2 separate regions of the Pan troglodytes genome follow, and region 2 is linked to region 1. A link is a contact called in public HiChIP or PLAC-seq data. All regions are on one chromosome and are shown on one strand. Each heading gives the region's core, a stretch centred on a gene start, on an enhancer-like site or on the middle of the called end of the contact. The rest is flanking DNA. Distances are from core to core; before and after follow the strand shown.

Evidence for each region. HiChIP or PLAC-seq counts read pairs in DNA pulled down with a chosen protein or histone mark.
Region 2: an H3K4me3 HiChIP or PLAC-seq map of stem cell-derived excitatory neurons shows a contact between it and region 1, with 8 times the contacts expected there. The contact joins the promoter of HSDL2 here to the promoter of INIP in region 1. A contact is called at or near these places in 1 of 7 Hi-C or Micro-C datasets (stem cell-derived neural progenitor cells) and 1 of 1 datasets of contacts at active chromatin or transcription factors (stem cell-derived excitatory neurons).

What each region holds. Positions count from the first base shown.
Region 1 is chr11:25,760,559-25,768,403 of NHGRI_mPanTro3-v2.0_pri, reverse strand. It overlaps INIP (INTS3 and NABP interacting protein), which reads right to left and starts at 3,973. Exons shown (of 5, transcript NM_001242593.1): 1 at 3,724-3,973; 2 at 2,180-2,260. The coding sequence starts at 2,204.
Region 2 is chr11:26,098,195-26,106,039 of NHGRI_mPanTro3-v2.0_pri, reverse strand. HSDL2 (hydroxysteroid dehydrogenase like 2) reads left to right here and starts at 5,217. Exons shown (of 11, transcript NM_001199077.3): 1 at 5,217-5,487. The coding sequence starts at 5,471. It also overlaps a transcript of PTBP3 not described here.

The DNA.
Region 1 (7,845 bases), core at 2,724-5,223:
AATCAGAACAGAGATGAGTAATTTAAAAATATGAAGATGGGTCAAACATACATAGAGTCAAACAGGAATTCAGACTTGATACAGAACGGAAATAGAGGCGTCCTTCAAGTAGTTAAGCGGTTAACTACTTGCCAAGTGAGATTCAATACTTTATAGAGAGTAAATTTTACTTTTATACACATTTTAAAATAAAAACTCCTTGATAGCAGCAAATGTGTCTGACTTGATTTGTTTTGGAGCTATCTTAACACAGGTGAAATGTGTACAAAAGTTTTTACAGCAACGAAGATAAAGGCACAGATAATGTGTGATGACAATAAAACTTCTTTAAAAGTGGTTCTGATTTCAAGTAAAAGAGCAAGCAAACATAGATGTCAGAAGAGGCCATAAGGTGAATAATGTGAATACAATTTCAATGTAAATAATCTTAAAATAGATTAAAATATAAGATTAATAATATAAAGGATGTTGTATATCTGATCCAATGTCAGATCTACCATCATATGTTGCTTAACAACAGGGATACATTCTGAGAAATTCATTGTTAGGTGATTTTGTGTTATGCAAACATCAGAGTGTACTTACACAAACACAGATGGTATAGCCTACTACACAACCTAGGCTGTACGGTACAGTCTGTTGCTCCAAGGCTACAAACGTGTACAGCATGTTACTGTACTGAATAGTGTAGGCAACTGTAATACAATGCTAAATATTTGTGTATCTCAACATAGAAAAGGTACAGTAAAAATATGGTTTAGGGAACACTTATTCTATTTCATGAAATGAAGTGTTGCCTGATTCTAGAATCACAAATAAAGCCAATTGAGATCTTAAAATACACACATACATACACACATACACACACACACACACACACACACACACACACACACACGGTTTAAAAGACAAAAAATGGTATACCTGTATAGGGCATTTACCATGCATGGATGCATGGAACTTTCAGGACTGAAGCTGCTCTGGGTGAGTCAGTGAGTGAGTTGTGAGTGAATGTGAAAGTCTAGGACATTAGTATATAGTACTGTATACTTATAAACACTGTACACTTAGGCTGCACTAAATTTATTTAATTTTTCTTTCTTCAATAATACATTAACCTTAGCTTACTGTAACTTTATTTTATAAACTTTTAAATTTTTTTAACTTTTTGACTTTTGTAATAACGCTTAGCTTAAAACACAAAACACTGGGCCAGGCACAGTGGCTCATGCCTGTAATCCCAGCACTTTGGGAGGCCAAGGCGGGCGGATCACCTGAGGTCAGGAGTTTGAGACCAGCCTGACCAACATGGAGAAACCCCGTCTCTACTAAAAATACAAAATTAGCCGAGCGTGATGGCGCGTGCCTGTAATCCCAGCTCCTCGGGAGGTTGAGGCAGGAGGATTGCTTGAACCCGGGAGGCAGAGGTTGCAGTGAGCCAAGATCATGCCATTGCACTCCAGCCTGGGCAACAAGAGCGAAATTCCATCTCAAAAAAAAAAAAAAAGTATTTTCTTTATATCTTTATTCTAAAAGTTTTCTATTTTTAAAATTTTTATTTTTTTTTACTTTTTAAACTTCTTTGTTAAAAATGAAGACACAAACAAACACATTAGCCTAGGCTTACACAGGGTCAGGATTATCAAGATGTCACTTAGGCGACTGAAATTTTTCAGCTCCATTATAATCTTATGGGACCACCATCCTATAAGCAGTCTGTCATTGACCTAAACATCATTATTCAGCACAAGTGTATTTCAAATTTAGAGTTTTACTTTGCTGTTCTTCTTTTTTTCTTTTTCTTTTTTTGAGACGGGGTCTCACTCTGTCGCCCAGGCTGCAGTGCAGTGGTGCAATCTTGGCTCACTGCAACCTCCGCCTCCTGGGTTCAAGAAATTCTCCTGCCTCAGCCTCCCTAGTAGCTAGGATTACAGGCGCCCGCCACCATGCCCAGCTAATTTTTGTATTTTAGTAGAGACGGGGTTCCTGACCTCAAGCAGTCCACCCGCCTTGGCCTCCCAAAGTACTGGGATTACAGGCGTGAGCCACCGCTCCCGGCCTGCTATTCATTTTTTAAATTCTGGCTACAGTAACTGCCCTATACTAAATTTTCTCTTATTCAAATACATTTACTATATTGGGGAAATGTTCATAGTAAAGAAATTCCTGCTGTCATTACCTTGTCCTGAAGAGTTTGCTGCCATTTTCCTATTTTGTTTCAAGTATGTCCAGTGGCAATTGGTCAGCACTTCACAATCACCTGTAAAATATGTGTACACACATATACAATGCACCATATTTTAATCACAAACTAAAAGGAACAGCTAGCCTCCTTACAATGAAATGTTTGCTGTTTCTTAATCTCTTCAGAAAGATACATTTGTGCCGGGCGCGGTGGCTCACGCCTGTAATCCCAGCACTTTGGGAGGCCGAGGCGGGCGGATCACGAGGTCAGCAGATCGAGACCATCCTGGCTAACATGGTGAAACCCAGTCTCTACTAAAAATAAAATTAAAAAAAAAAATCAGCCGGGTGTGGTGGCAAGCGCCTGCAGTCCCAGCTACTCGGGAGGGCGAGACAGGAGAATCGCTTGAACCCCGGTGGCGGAGGTTGCAGTGAGCCGAGATCGCGCCACTGCACTCCAGCTTGGGCCACAGACCGAGACAGCGAGACTCGGTCTCAAAAAAAAAAAAAAAAAAAGAAAGAAAGAAAGATACATTTGAAATGTACACGGACTGAAACAAATGTAAACTCTGCTAGTGCCTCAAGCATTTAATTAAATATGGCATTGTTTATTCTTGCAGATGTTCATACCATTTAGAATTACTGTCTTTAATAAACATCATTAGGTTGTATTTACCAAATATATCAACCAATTGATAGAGTCAATATAATCATGGTGCTAGGAAGAAAAATCATTCATCTATGGTGTCTCTGCATTCGTCTAAAACACATACCCAAAAACTACTGTGTACACTGAAAGCTAAAAAAGGTAAAGGAGTACTGTATCTGCTCTGCACCATACACTGTGTAAGATGCTCGAAATTAGTTCCTTTATTTATTTATCACCATTTTATAGATGAGGAAACCGTACCCAGGGTCATAGAGCTAGTAAGAATTATTTGGGCTGCTGGTTTCCAAACTTCGTGCTTTCGTACTAAATCCTGGGGAGATCCAAGATGGGCAAGACCCTAATCCTGCTTTCAAGGAACATATAATCAGAAGGGAAAATAAAGTCTTATTCAAGCAACCATACTATTAATTAAAAAAAAAAAAAGCTTAACAAACCCGCTCTTTAAAAGGTGGGCACAGTGCCGGAGGCAAAGAATTGATTTGATTGGCAGCAAAGAGTGATGCCTTAGTCTAGGGAGCCCGGGAAAGACACAAGGGATAGAAAACAGACACCGGTTTTTAGTAAATGAATCGTTAGGTGTCTCCAGCGGCTGAAACACAGAGCGAGCAATGCGGGGTTAGGACTGGAGGACAACAGGGCCATCTTGTGACAGGGTAGACTGGCGTGCCAGAAAGGTCCCTGCCTACGGATGTGCAGAGCCGGCTGGGCCTGGGCTGTGAACGAGACGAAGGAAGCAAGTAGGAGCCAGAAATGTTGGGTGGCAAGGTCGGAAGGGAGGTCGCTGCCTGTAGCAACAAAGACGGCGGCGACAGGTTAGCACCGGAGCCACACTTTTCTATTGCCCGGTGCCTCCAGACTGTCGTACTTACCTGGGACCCGAGGACACCGGGACTGCCTCTCCTTACAATCGCTGCTCTTAAAGGGGGCGCGACCACTTAGGCAAGAGGAGCTCAACTCGCTGCACTACAACCTTCCCGCCCCCGCTGCGCTTCCGCCTCCTGACTGACGTGCGCCCCAGGGAGCGGAAACCCCGCCTCCCGCCGGGACCCAACGGCCACCGCCCGTCGTGATTCGCACTTTAGCGGCCACCTCAGTGCAGACGTCACTTTTTTTTCCAAAGAGTGACAGTCGAAGAGGCTCACGGGAGATGCAAACGGTACTTTTGGGGGCTGGGCCAGGGTGGGGCGTGGCCCGGGGCGGGGGAGGGGCGGGGCTGCCAGGCAGGGGCGGGACGGAGAACACCTGGGTCCCTAGCACCAAGACTGGCTTTTTCTTCATTGCCACCGCCTGGCCGGTCTTGCGACGGTGCGAGTCCACCTCGGCTGGGCCTCGGAGGAGGGGCGACTCTAGAGGCTAAACTCGCTTTCGAGCTTTAACAACCATCTCGGATTGCGCATCCGCACACACGCACGCACACACACACACACACAAATTCAGGAATATTTTTTGTCTACAGTTTACATAATTATACACAATGAAAGCACTGAATATGGAGGATTTTTATTACAGTGCAATAATGTGCATTTAAGAAGTGGGTATGCCACATCGCAGAACACCAACTTGCCACTAGTGGGCTCACCTGCTGCCCACCTGATTCCAGCACAATAGATAGCTACACATTTGAATTAAAAGGTAATCGTATATTGACATGTGTTCAAATTGCACTTTTTTTAATTAAAAAATTTTTTTTATGGAGACAGTGTCTCGCTTTGTTGCCCAGGCTGGTCTTGAACTCCTGGCCTCAAGGGATCTGCCCACCTCAGCCTCCCAAAGTGCTGGGATTACAGGCGTGAGCCACCTGCCCTGCTTAAAATTGCAGTGTCTTAATCTCTTCCGAAAGATACATTTGAAAAACGCACAGACTTAGATCACAAATGTAAGCTCCCCAAGCGCCTCAAGCATTTAATTAAATAGAATGGATAATGAATTTGGACATATGTTTTTAATAATCGATGTTTGCTCAAGAGTAAAATGTTTATGATGCACAATTTTCTTGTGCATGGATCAATGACTGAAATAATCGTTTCAATATCAAGTATTTATTTACTGAAAACCAAGCATGTATTTACTCTATACCAAGCAGCTATTGAGTGCCTTCTACAATGCGAGGTGCTTCCTTTGCATCAGCTCTGGTCCTGCTGTTCCCTGATTTATATTTGAGACTCATGTTTCTTGCTCTATGTCGAGTAGCGAGCTAAGATTCAAATTTAAAGGTCTGCCAGATGCTAAGGCCTGAGTTCTTAAATCTCACACATTGCCTCTGCTCTGGAGGAATGAATTCCTCTGAGACCAGTTCTTGCTGACTTGACTTTAATCCAGATATAAAGCCTAACACATGAGCATTTTGGTGGTAGGCCAGGAGTCCTTTCAGTTAAGAGGACTTGGTGAGTTCTAGTATGACTAAAAAGATGACTGAGATCTATATGGCTGATAGAACCTTAGAATTTTTTTTTTTTGTTTTGTGGCCTAGCTAATGTAGAAACTAGGGCACAGAAAGTTCCAGTCTAAGTTTCAAATGGACATTCTGAACAAAGCTTATTTAAGGAGGTGGGAGTAAAAAGAGTTCTAACCCTAAACAACATTTTATAATTTCTTAGCAAATTCAGCCTCTGAGAGTTGAAAGAACATTATCAGGAGAAAGATAAATTTAACTTGCTGCCAATTCTTTTGCCTTTTACTTGGTAGGTCATAGCCCTTGAAACCCTTCTGTCTTCTCCTAGAGTTTTTGGAACTTCTGCCTCATTGTGTTAACCTCTAACACAATGGTTAATAGTGAGTCAGTTTACTTGAATGCAAATTCGAGCTTTGCCACTTAATGATTGTGAGCCCTGGTTTAACCTTTTGGTGCCTCTGTTTTGTCATCTATAAAATGGGAATAAAAATAAGTGATTGGGTATACGTAAATCACTTAGAATAGCACCTGGCACATAATAAGAACTCAATAAATGTTGACTATTAGAATATAAACAATGAACAATCTGTTTTACTGGGTGTCTTGGCAAGTGGTCAGTAGGTCAGCTGAGCCTGGGTGTGGTGGCTCATGCCTGTAATCACAGCACTTTGGGAGGCCAAGGCAGGAGGATTGCTTGAGACCAGCCTGGGCAATATAGTGAGACCTCATCTCTAGAAAAAAATCTAAAAAATTTGCCAGGTACGGTGGTGCGTGCCTGTGGTCCCAGCTACTTAGGAGGCTGAGGTAGGAGGATCGCTTGAGCCTGGGAGGTCAAGGCTACAGTGAGCTATGATTGCACCACTGCACTCCAGCCAGGGCAACAGAGCAATAGATCCTGTCTCCAAAAAAAAAAAAAAAAAAAGAAAAAAAGAAAAAAAACGTCAGCTGAGAAATATACTAGGGGAAAGTCCAAGACAGAAGGAGTGCATGTTATAGCCCCTTGGCTCTATTAACTAATAGCCATCTGTGAATTACTTTATCCTGAAACCATTGTGGTTACAGACCTTCAGTATCAAGGTAGAGTTGACAGTAGTCCCTAATTTCCAACTGAAACCACTCTAACCTCCTTTTCTGGTATTTTGTGATAAAGTATTTGGGGATCTGCATGAGGCTAGACAACCTTTAAAATCAAGTGTGTAGCAGTTTGAGACAATTACTGTATTAGTTATCTATTGCTGTGTAACAAATTACCCTGAATCTTGGCAGTTTAGAACTTGGGTTTAGAACCTGGCCCTGCACTTACTGGGTGAACACTTAGACAAATTATTTGTCTGTTCCTCAACCTCCTTATCTGTGGAAAGGGGTATTAAAAGCACCTACCTTATGCCATTGTTTTAAAGATTAAATAAAATCAAACCAGATGCCTCATACCTATAAGCTATTATTTTCTATTAAACATTAACTCATTAGAGTATTAAAACAATATGAAACATCATGAAGATTTTGTACAACCAAATGTGGTGGCCTCCAAGGTGGCCCTCCTGCTGTCATCCCTTCCCACATTGAATAAACTTGACCCAAGTAACCAATGGGATATTGTGGAAGTGTCAGTGTGTGACACTGATTGCAGTTTCTACCTTGGCCTCTTTTGGGTCACTTGCTCTCAGGAAGCCATGTATATGTCATGAGGTCACTAAAGCAGTCCATGTGGAGAGCCCAATAAAGAGGAACTGAGGCAAGCCTTCCACCAACAAACCAGCACCAAGTTGCCAGTCAAGTAGTGTTCCACCTTGGAAGTGGATCTTCCAGCCCCAGGCAGGCCTTCAGATGACTGCAGCTCTGGCTGACATCTTGATTGCAGCCTCGAAAGCAATCCTGAGCCAGAACCACCGAGCTAAGCTGTTCACAAATTTCTAATCCACAGAAACTATGTAGGATAGTAAATATGGCTTGTTTGTAGTTGTTTTTGTTGGTTTTTGAGACAGAGTCTCACTCTGTCACCCAGGCTGGAGTGCAATAGTGTGGTCTTGGCTCACTGCAACCTCTGCCTCCGGGTTCAAGCGATTCTCCTGCCTCAGCCTCCCAAGTAGCTGCGACTACAGGCACATGCCACCACACCCAGCTAATTTTTGCATTTTTAGTAGAGACGGGGTTTCACTATGTTGGCTAGGCTGATCTCGAACTCCTGACCTCGTGACCCGCCCACCTTGGCCTGGCAAAGTGCTGGGATTACAGGTGTGAAGCACCGTGCCCGGCCAGACTAGCCTTTTTAAAAATAAACGTTCAAGAATGTTTTAAAATAGGCCGGGCACGGTGACTCACACCTGTAATCCCAGCACTTTGGGAGGCTGAGGCAAGCAAATCACCTGAGGTTGGGAGTTCGAGACCAGCCTGACCAACATGGAGAAACCCCATCTCTACTAAAAATGCAAAATTAGCCAGGCGTGGTGACACATACCCGTAATCCCAGCTACTCAGGAGTCTGAGGCAGGAGAATTGCTTGAACCCAGGAGTCGGAGGTTTCGGTGAGCCAAGATTGCACCATTGTACTCCAGCCTGGGCAGCAAGAGGGAAACTCTTGTCTCAAAAAAAAAAAAAA
Region 2 (7,845 bases), core at 3,968-6,467, 340 kb before region 1:
GATAGGCAAACCCATATCCAGAGTAAGTGTCTATTCCAGTGAGGACAAACCTTTGCCTTTTCCATGATGGAAGAGGTTCAATATAATCAACCTGCCACTAGGTAGCTGGCTTATCACCGTGAGGAATTGTGCCATATCGAGGGCTCAGTGTTGGTCTCTGCTGCTGGCAAATTGGGCACTCAGCAGTGGCTGTAGCCAGGTCAGCCTTGGTGAGTGGAAGTCCCTGTTGCCCATGAATAACCTCCATCCCTGCCACCATGGCCACTTTGTTCACGGGTCCACTGGATGATGACAGGGGTGGTTGGGGAAAGAGGCTGAGTGGTGTCCACAAAACGAGTCATCCTATCCACTTGATTATTAAAATCCTCCTCTGCTAAGGTCACCCATTGGTTAGCACTTCACAGTTTTTGACCATTCAGAGAGGTCCATCTACATACCTCTTCCCCAAATTTTATTGTCACCAATTTTCCAATCATGCTTCTTCCAAGTCCCTGACCATCCAGCCAAATCACTGGCTACGGCCCATGAATCAGTATATAATCACACGTCTGGCCATTTCTCCTTCCATGCAAAGCGCACATCCAGGTGCACTGCTCGAAGTTCTGCCCACTGGGAAGATTTCCCTTTATTGCTGGCCTGCAGGGATGTCCTAGAAAGGGGCTGTAGTGCTGCAGCTGTCCACTTTCAGATGATGCCTGCGTATCATGCAAAACCATCTGTGAACCAGGCCCTAGTCTTCTCTTGCTCTGTCAACTGATCATGTCAACTGATCATGATCATAGGGAACTCCCCATGAGGCCATTGGTGCAGGCTAGGGCAAAGAATGCAGGGTGGCACGAGCGGAGACCATGAGCATTTGAGCCACTTCCTCATGTAACTTATTCCTCAGGTGCCTTCAGGAACTGCTAGAGCCCGATCATGCATATAACACTTCCATTTGATGATGGAATGCTGCTGTGCACGACCCACTTTATGGCTAGATGGGTCAGAAAGCATCCAGTTCATGATAGGCAGTTCAGGTCACATGGTGACTTAATGACCCATAGTCAAACGTTCAGTTTCCACCAAAGCCCAGTAACAGGCTAAGAGCTGTCTCTCAAAAGGAGAGTAGTTATCTGCAGAAGATGGCAGGGTCTTGTTCCAAAATCCTAGAGGCCTCCACTGTGATTCATTTATGGTGGCCTGGCAAAGGCTCCAAATAGCATCCCTATCTGCCACTGACCCCTCAAGCACTATTGGATCTGCTGGGTCATATGGCCCAAGTGGCAGAGCAGCTTGCACAGCAGCCTGGACCTGTTGCAGAGCCTTCTCCTGTTCTGGACCCTACTTCTGGTACCAAAATCCGTATTAGTCAGGGTTCTCTAGAGGATATATATACACACACATATATATATACACACACATATATATACACACATATATATACATATATACACATATATACATATATACACACATATATACATATATACACATATATATACATATATATATCCTATTACTTCCATATATGTGTGTGTGTGTGTGTGTGTGTGTGTGTAGGGGAGTTTATTGTTTGTTTTTTTTTTTTTTTTTTGAGACAGAGTCTCGCTCTGTCACCAGGCTGGAGTGCGGTGGCGTGGTCTCGGCTCACTGCAACCTCCGTCTCCCAGGTTCAAGTGATTCTCCTGCCTTAGCCTCCCGAGTAGCTGGGACTACAGGTGTGTGCTACCACGCCCAGCTAATTTTTGTATTTTTAGTAGAGATGGCGTTTCACCACGTTGGCCAGGATGGTCTCCATCTCTTGACCTTGTGATCCGCCCGCCTCGGCCTCCCACAATGCTGGGATTACAGGCGTGAGCCACCGCGCCCAGCCTATTAAGTATTAACTCACATGATCACAAGGTCCCATAATAGGCCATCTGCAAGCTGAGGTGCAAGGAGAGCCAGTCCAAGTCCCAAAACTGAACCTGAAGTCTGATGTTGGAGGGCAAGAAGGGGATAAATGCACAGGAGAAGGATGTAGGCTGGGAGGCTAGGCCAGTCTCATCTTTTCAAGTTTTTCTGCCTGTCTTATATTCACTGGCAGCTGATTAGATGGTACCCACTCAGATTAAGGGTGGGTCTGCCCTTCCCAGCCCACTGACTCAAATGTTAATGTCCTTTGGCAATACCCTCACAGATACACCCAAGACCAATACTTTGCATCCTTCAATACCATCAAGTTGACACTCAGTATTAACCATCACAAGCCCTATGAAATAAAAAGTTTTATGATCCCTTTCTTCCCAGAATTATGAATGCCAATTTACTTGCTCTACATTTACACAACTTCCATGACCTGGGGTAGGTAGGTATGCAATGTTTTGTTACTTCCCCATTGTCCATATCCACTTGTGTCCCTGGCCATGGCCAACGAATTTACAGGTTGAAACATTTCCCAGCACCTTGGAAGGCTGTGTGGTGGGAGGATTGCTTGAGGTGAGGAGTTCAAGACCAACCTGGGCAACACAGTGAGACCCCTGTGTCTATAAAAAGTAAAATTAGCCAGGTGTGGTGGCACATGCCCGTGGTCCTGGCTACTTGGGTGGCTAAGCCCAGGAGGTTGAGGCTACAGTGAGCCATGATCATGCTGCTACACTCCAGCCTGGGTGACAGAGCAAGATCTTATCTCAAAAAAACAAAACAAAACGAAACACATTGTACTAGACTGTCTTAGTATTTGAAGCTTGAACAGATACACAGAAAAGACAGGGAAGCCACCTACAATGCATTCTAGAAAGATCATGCTGCTGAGGATCATGGAAGCACCTTGGTTCCCATTGTCAAGCTTAGTTGTTCAGCTCTTCCTTAAGTTATATAAACTATCCCGGAATTCTTCTAAATTCTCCAACCCCTTTAATTTGGTTTAAATTAGCCAAATTAGGTTAATGTTGCATATAACCAAAACCTAAGGGAGATAAATTGGTTGGGAGAATGTATTGTAACCAGTAGTCTGTCAAGAAACTTGCATTTTTAGGTAGCTTTATCAAGCTGAGAAGGGGTGAAATGAGTGAGACTTACCTGACTTTCAAGACATCTATTTTTCAAACCATTTGTTTTCACTTCTTTACTGTGTTATCACCATCCTCCCAGGACTTTACACCAGAAATCTGAAGGTCACCACTGATACCATCTTCCCCCTTTGCTCCACATCTAATCATTAGTTACATCTGCCAGGTTCCATATCTTGAGTATGTCTTTTCATTTCCACTATTACTGCCTTAGTTCAGGTTACTACTTTTCTTACACATTACATTACTATGGGCTTTTAAATGGCTTCTGTGCCTTTATCTACTCACAAACTATTCTTCATGCTGCAGTCAGAAGTGTTCTTTCTAAGCCAAAATTATTCACCTTCCAAAATGAAGATCTAATTATGTTCACAAGTCCTCTCCTTCTTCACCCATTCCTCACCTGTAGCATTAATCTAACACTAGGTTAATCAAGGTAATGGGGTAGAAGGTCATGGGTAACTCCAAATCACACTTTAAATGAACTCTAGTCAAAGTACTGAATACAATGGATTTAAACTTGCTTAGTAAAACTACTTCTAATAATTTAGGAATAAATTTGCCTTCTGTGAAAGCCATCGCAAAGTATAAAAATAGTATAAGTACAGGTATTTAGGCTCACAAAATATCGTTATGACTGAAAAATTGGCAAAGGTTTTTTGTTTGTTTTGCCTCTTCGTTGAGCTCTCTTTCCGTAACAAATGGAAATAGAAGCACACAAATTCAAGAAAGGAGGCTCTAACAGACTGAAGATATTGTGGCTTTCAAAAAGGAGAGAACATTTTAGATGATATGAAGGAAATGTCACCCCATTACTAAGAATTCACTCTATTCGACAGATATATACACGCTTCAGCAAGTGCTCCTAAGGATGAGAGGAGAGTAAGTTATTTTCATCTAACAGTCTCTATCAACACTCTTCTTAAAACACCTAATGCTTAACAACAGTCTAAAGAACACACTGGAGACTCATACCTCCCATAGGCAGAGACCTTGTCCTTTTTGAGCTGCTGTATCTCAGGTAATCAGCAATCACTTAGTGGATGATAATAATTTGCAAATTCCTCTGGAGCCTCTAAAGACCATATCATGAATCATCAATTCAAATGCCTACAGGAGTCGGGCAGGTGATATGCAGGAGGAAATAGAGTCATTTAGGGCCCATAACAAAGGGGAGAGAGGCCGGGCGCGGAGGCTCACGCCTGTAATCCCAGCACTTTGGGAGGCCGAGGCGGGCCAATCATTTGAGGTCAAGAGCTCGAGACCAGCCAGCCCAACATGGCGAAACCCCGTCTCTACTAAAAACACAAAAAAATTAGCCAGGCGTGGTGATGCATGCCTGTAGTCCCAGCTACTCCGGAGGCTGAGGGAGGAGAATCACTTGAACCCGGGAGGCGGAGGTTACAATGAGCCGAGATCCGCGCCACTGCACTTCAGCGTGGGCGACAGCGAGACTCCGTCTCAAAAAACAAAACAAAAACAAAGGAGAGAGTACATAAGCCATCTCCAGGGTAGTTTCTTTAACTAGTCTTCATATAATAATCTCCTCAAGGTCCTGTTCTATCCCTACAAAATACAAAACAGTTCCTCGTGTCTTCCTCCAAATATACTACAGTCTTTAGCTCATCAGAGTAGCTGAGTTAGTCCAAGGCATAATCCCAAAAGCGAAACTGAATGTCAGAATTGATCTCATTTCAACACTCATTCCAGAAGTAAAAACTTCTGCAAGTTCAGCTTTTGACTATGAATTCTTCAGCGCGACTTTTGCAGAGAGCTCTGTTCCAAGAAGCTGGCGCCTTAACACAAGCTATCTACCGATGCACAAGGGGAGGCTGGCTTGGGTCCAGATTCGGCGGGAGAGTGGAAACGCGACGCTGGCCGACTTCAGCCACAAAGGCAATTTCTGCCCAGGGCTAGCGTTCCTAAGAGGGGGCCGAGAGAGCGCCAGGCTCGGGCGTAGGGGCAAGAAGACCCAGAGCTAAAGCACCTCTCGGAGGGCCCAAGCTCAGGGCTCAGTCACCCTCCCAGCTCAGAGCCGGCGCTGGAACACAGCGGCGCGAGGAGAAACCCCTAGAGACCGGGAAAAGGTGGACGTAGCGGCTGACGTTGCCCAGATGCTAGGCGCCGACGGGAGCCTGATTGTCACCGTACAACCAGTGAGGGGGCGGGGCGGAGCTGTGCCTCAAAGCGCCTGCGCGGAGAGCCTGCAATCAGGGACCAGGCTTGGGAGGCGACGAAGAGGAACGCTGGGCGCGGGAGGCCCACTGCATACGCAGGCGCACTCGGCGATCCCGGCTTTTCCGCGCGCAGTTCCCGCACAGGCCTCGGGGGGGCAGGGGCGGGGCAGGGGCGGGGATAAATGCGGAGGGACGGTCCAGCTTTAGCTCTCTGCTCGCCGCCGCCGCTGTCGCCGCCACCTCCTCTGATCTACGAAAGTCATGTTACCCAACACCGGGTAAGGGGGTAGGGGCGGCGCGGGGAGAGACCCTGTCGGGCGAAGGGCGCGTCTCGGTGGGGCCGCCGCGGATCGCCCGGGCTGGCCGGCCCGGCTGTGGGAGGTCAAGGATACTGCCTGGGCACGCTCTGAGCTCTGGTCCGCGCTGGGCACTGTGCACCGAGAATCTGCGGTAACGTGTGAAAAGGAACACAAACTTTTGTATTACAGGATGGCAGCAGTGTAGAAACCTTTTCCACGGGTAAAGGGCCGAGGGGGAGTCACCACGCCGCCCCCAGTGCCGGTCCTCCCTGAGTTTAGCAGGAGTGCGTGCCTGGCCGAATGCGTGTGAGTTCTAGGTGAAAGGTCGCAGGAGCAGCTCCAGAGTTTAAAGAGTTTTCACTTGTTCCTGACGCTCAATTCTAGAGTAATAATGGAGTGTTTAAAAAATGATTTCCAAATTAGAAACTAAACCGATCTTTAAACATGGGTATCTTTGGGGGATTTTTTTTTCACCTTAAAAAATTGTGTTAAAACACGTACAAAATCTGCCATCTTAACCGTTTTTTAAGTGTACACTTCAGTAGTGTTAAGTAGATTCATATCGTTGTGCGGTCAATCTCCAGAACTTTTTTCATCTGCAAGCTGAAACTCTATCCATGAAACAACTCTTCCCCACCTCCGCTCGTACATTGGCAACCACCATTCTACTTTCTGGTTTATGTAAGGTCTGGGTATCTTGAGTTGAGTGAGGTGTTGTCAGATTTTGTAATTTGCCTGAAACATGCAGGCATATAGCCAAAGACTTAAAACAGTTCAAAGAGTATAGGGTAAAAAGTGAGTCTCCCCATCCCTAAAATCTAGTTCCCCAGTTACTTACGTTTCTATTTCATGCGTGTATGAACATATTTTGTATACATCCGGATACACACACACACACACACACACACACACACACACACACACACCCTTTCTTAAAAATAGCAGCAAACTCTATTCTTGGTCTTGCTACTTTTAGTTGGTATGTCTTGGGACATTCTTTCTTTGTTTTTTTTAAAGACAGGGTCTCCCATGTTGCCCAGACTGGCCTGTAGCCTCGAACTCCCAGGCTGATGTTCCTCCCTTCTTAGCCTCTGGAGTATTTAGGATTACAGGCATGCACCGCTGTGCCCAGAGACATACATTTTTAGTACATGCAGATCTTCCGCCTTCTTTTTTTTTTCTTTTGAGATGGAGTCTCGCTCTGTCTTCCAGTCTGGAGTGCAGTGGCATGATCTCGGCTCACGGCAGCCTCCGCCTCCCGCAGTTCTCCTGCCTCAGCCTCCCGAGTAGCTGGGACTTCAGGCGCGTGCCACCAAGCCCTGCTGATTTTTTTGTATTTTTAGTACAGACGGGGTTTCACCATGTTAGCCAGGATGGTCTCGATCTCATGACCTCGTGATCCGTCTGCCTCGGCCTCCCAAAGTGCTGGGATTACAGGCGTAAGCCACTGCGCCTGGCCCCTCCTCCTTTTTAATGGTTGCATAATATTCCGTAACAGCTTGAGTATCCATTATCCAAAATGCTTGGTTCCAGACGTGTTCGGATTTCAGGTTTTCAGATTTGGTTTGCTCAACCTGTATATGAATATACCTTTGTTTATTTAACCTGTTCCCTATTGTTGGATACTAGACTGTTTCCAGTTTTTTGGATACTCTTTTTGCTTCCATAATTATACTTGTATTTATCTATTTGCACATATATAAGTGTATATGTAGGATAAACTCCTGGAAGTGAAATTACTGGATCAAAGAGTAAATGTGGCTGGGCGCAGTGGCTCACGCCTGTAGTCCCAGCACTTTGGGAGGCCGAGGCGGGCGGATCACTGGAGGTCAAGAGTTCGAGACCAGCCTGGCCAACATGGTGAAACTCCGTCTCCACTAAAACTACAAAATTACAAAAATTACAAATACAAAAATTAGCTGGACCTGGTGGCGGGCACCTGTAATCCCAGCTACTCAGGAGGCTGAGGCAGGAGAACCGCTTGAACCTGGAGGCGGAGGTCGCAGTGAGCCGAGATCATGCCACTGCCCTGCCCTCCACCCTGCGTGAGAGAGTGAGAGTCTGTCTCAAAAAGAAAAAAGAGTAAATGCACTTTATATTTTGATAGATATTGCCAGATGACCCTCCAGAAGGGTTGCACACCCAAAAGGATAAATGAGATCCTCTAATCCCACTTGTTGGCTAACTGCAAAATAGTTAATGATGAAAATCTAATTAGAGAAAAAAGTGTCACCTCATTATTGTTAAAATTTGCGTTTATTTTATCACAAGTGTGGATTTGGATCTCTTTGTGTATTTAAACCAGGGACAGTTTGATCCCCAGAGGACATTTGGTAA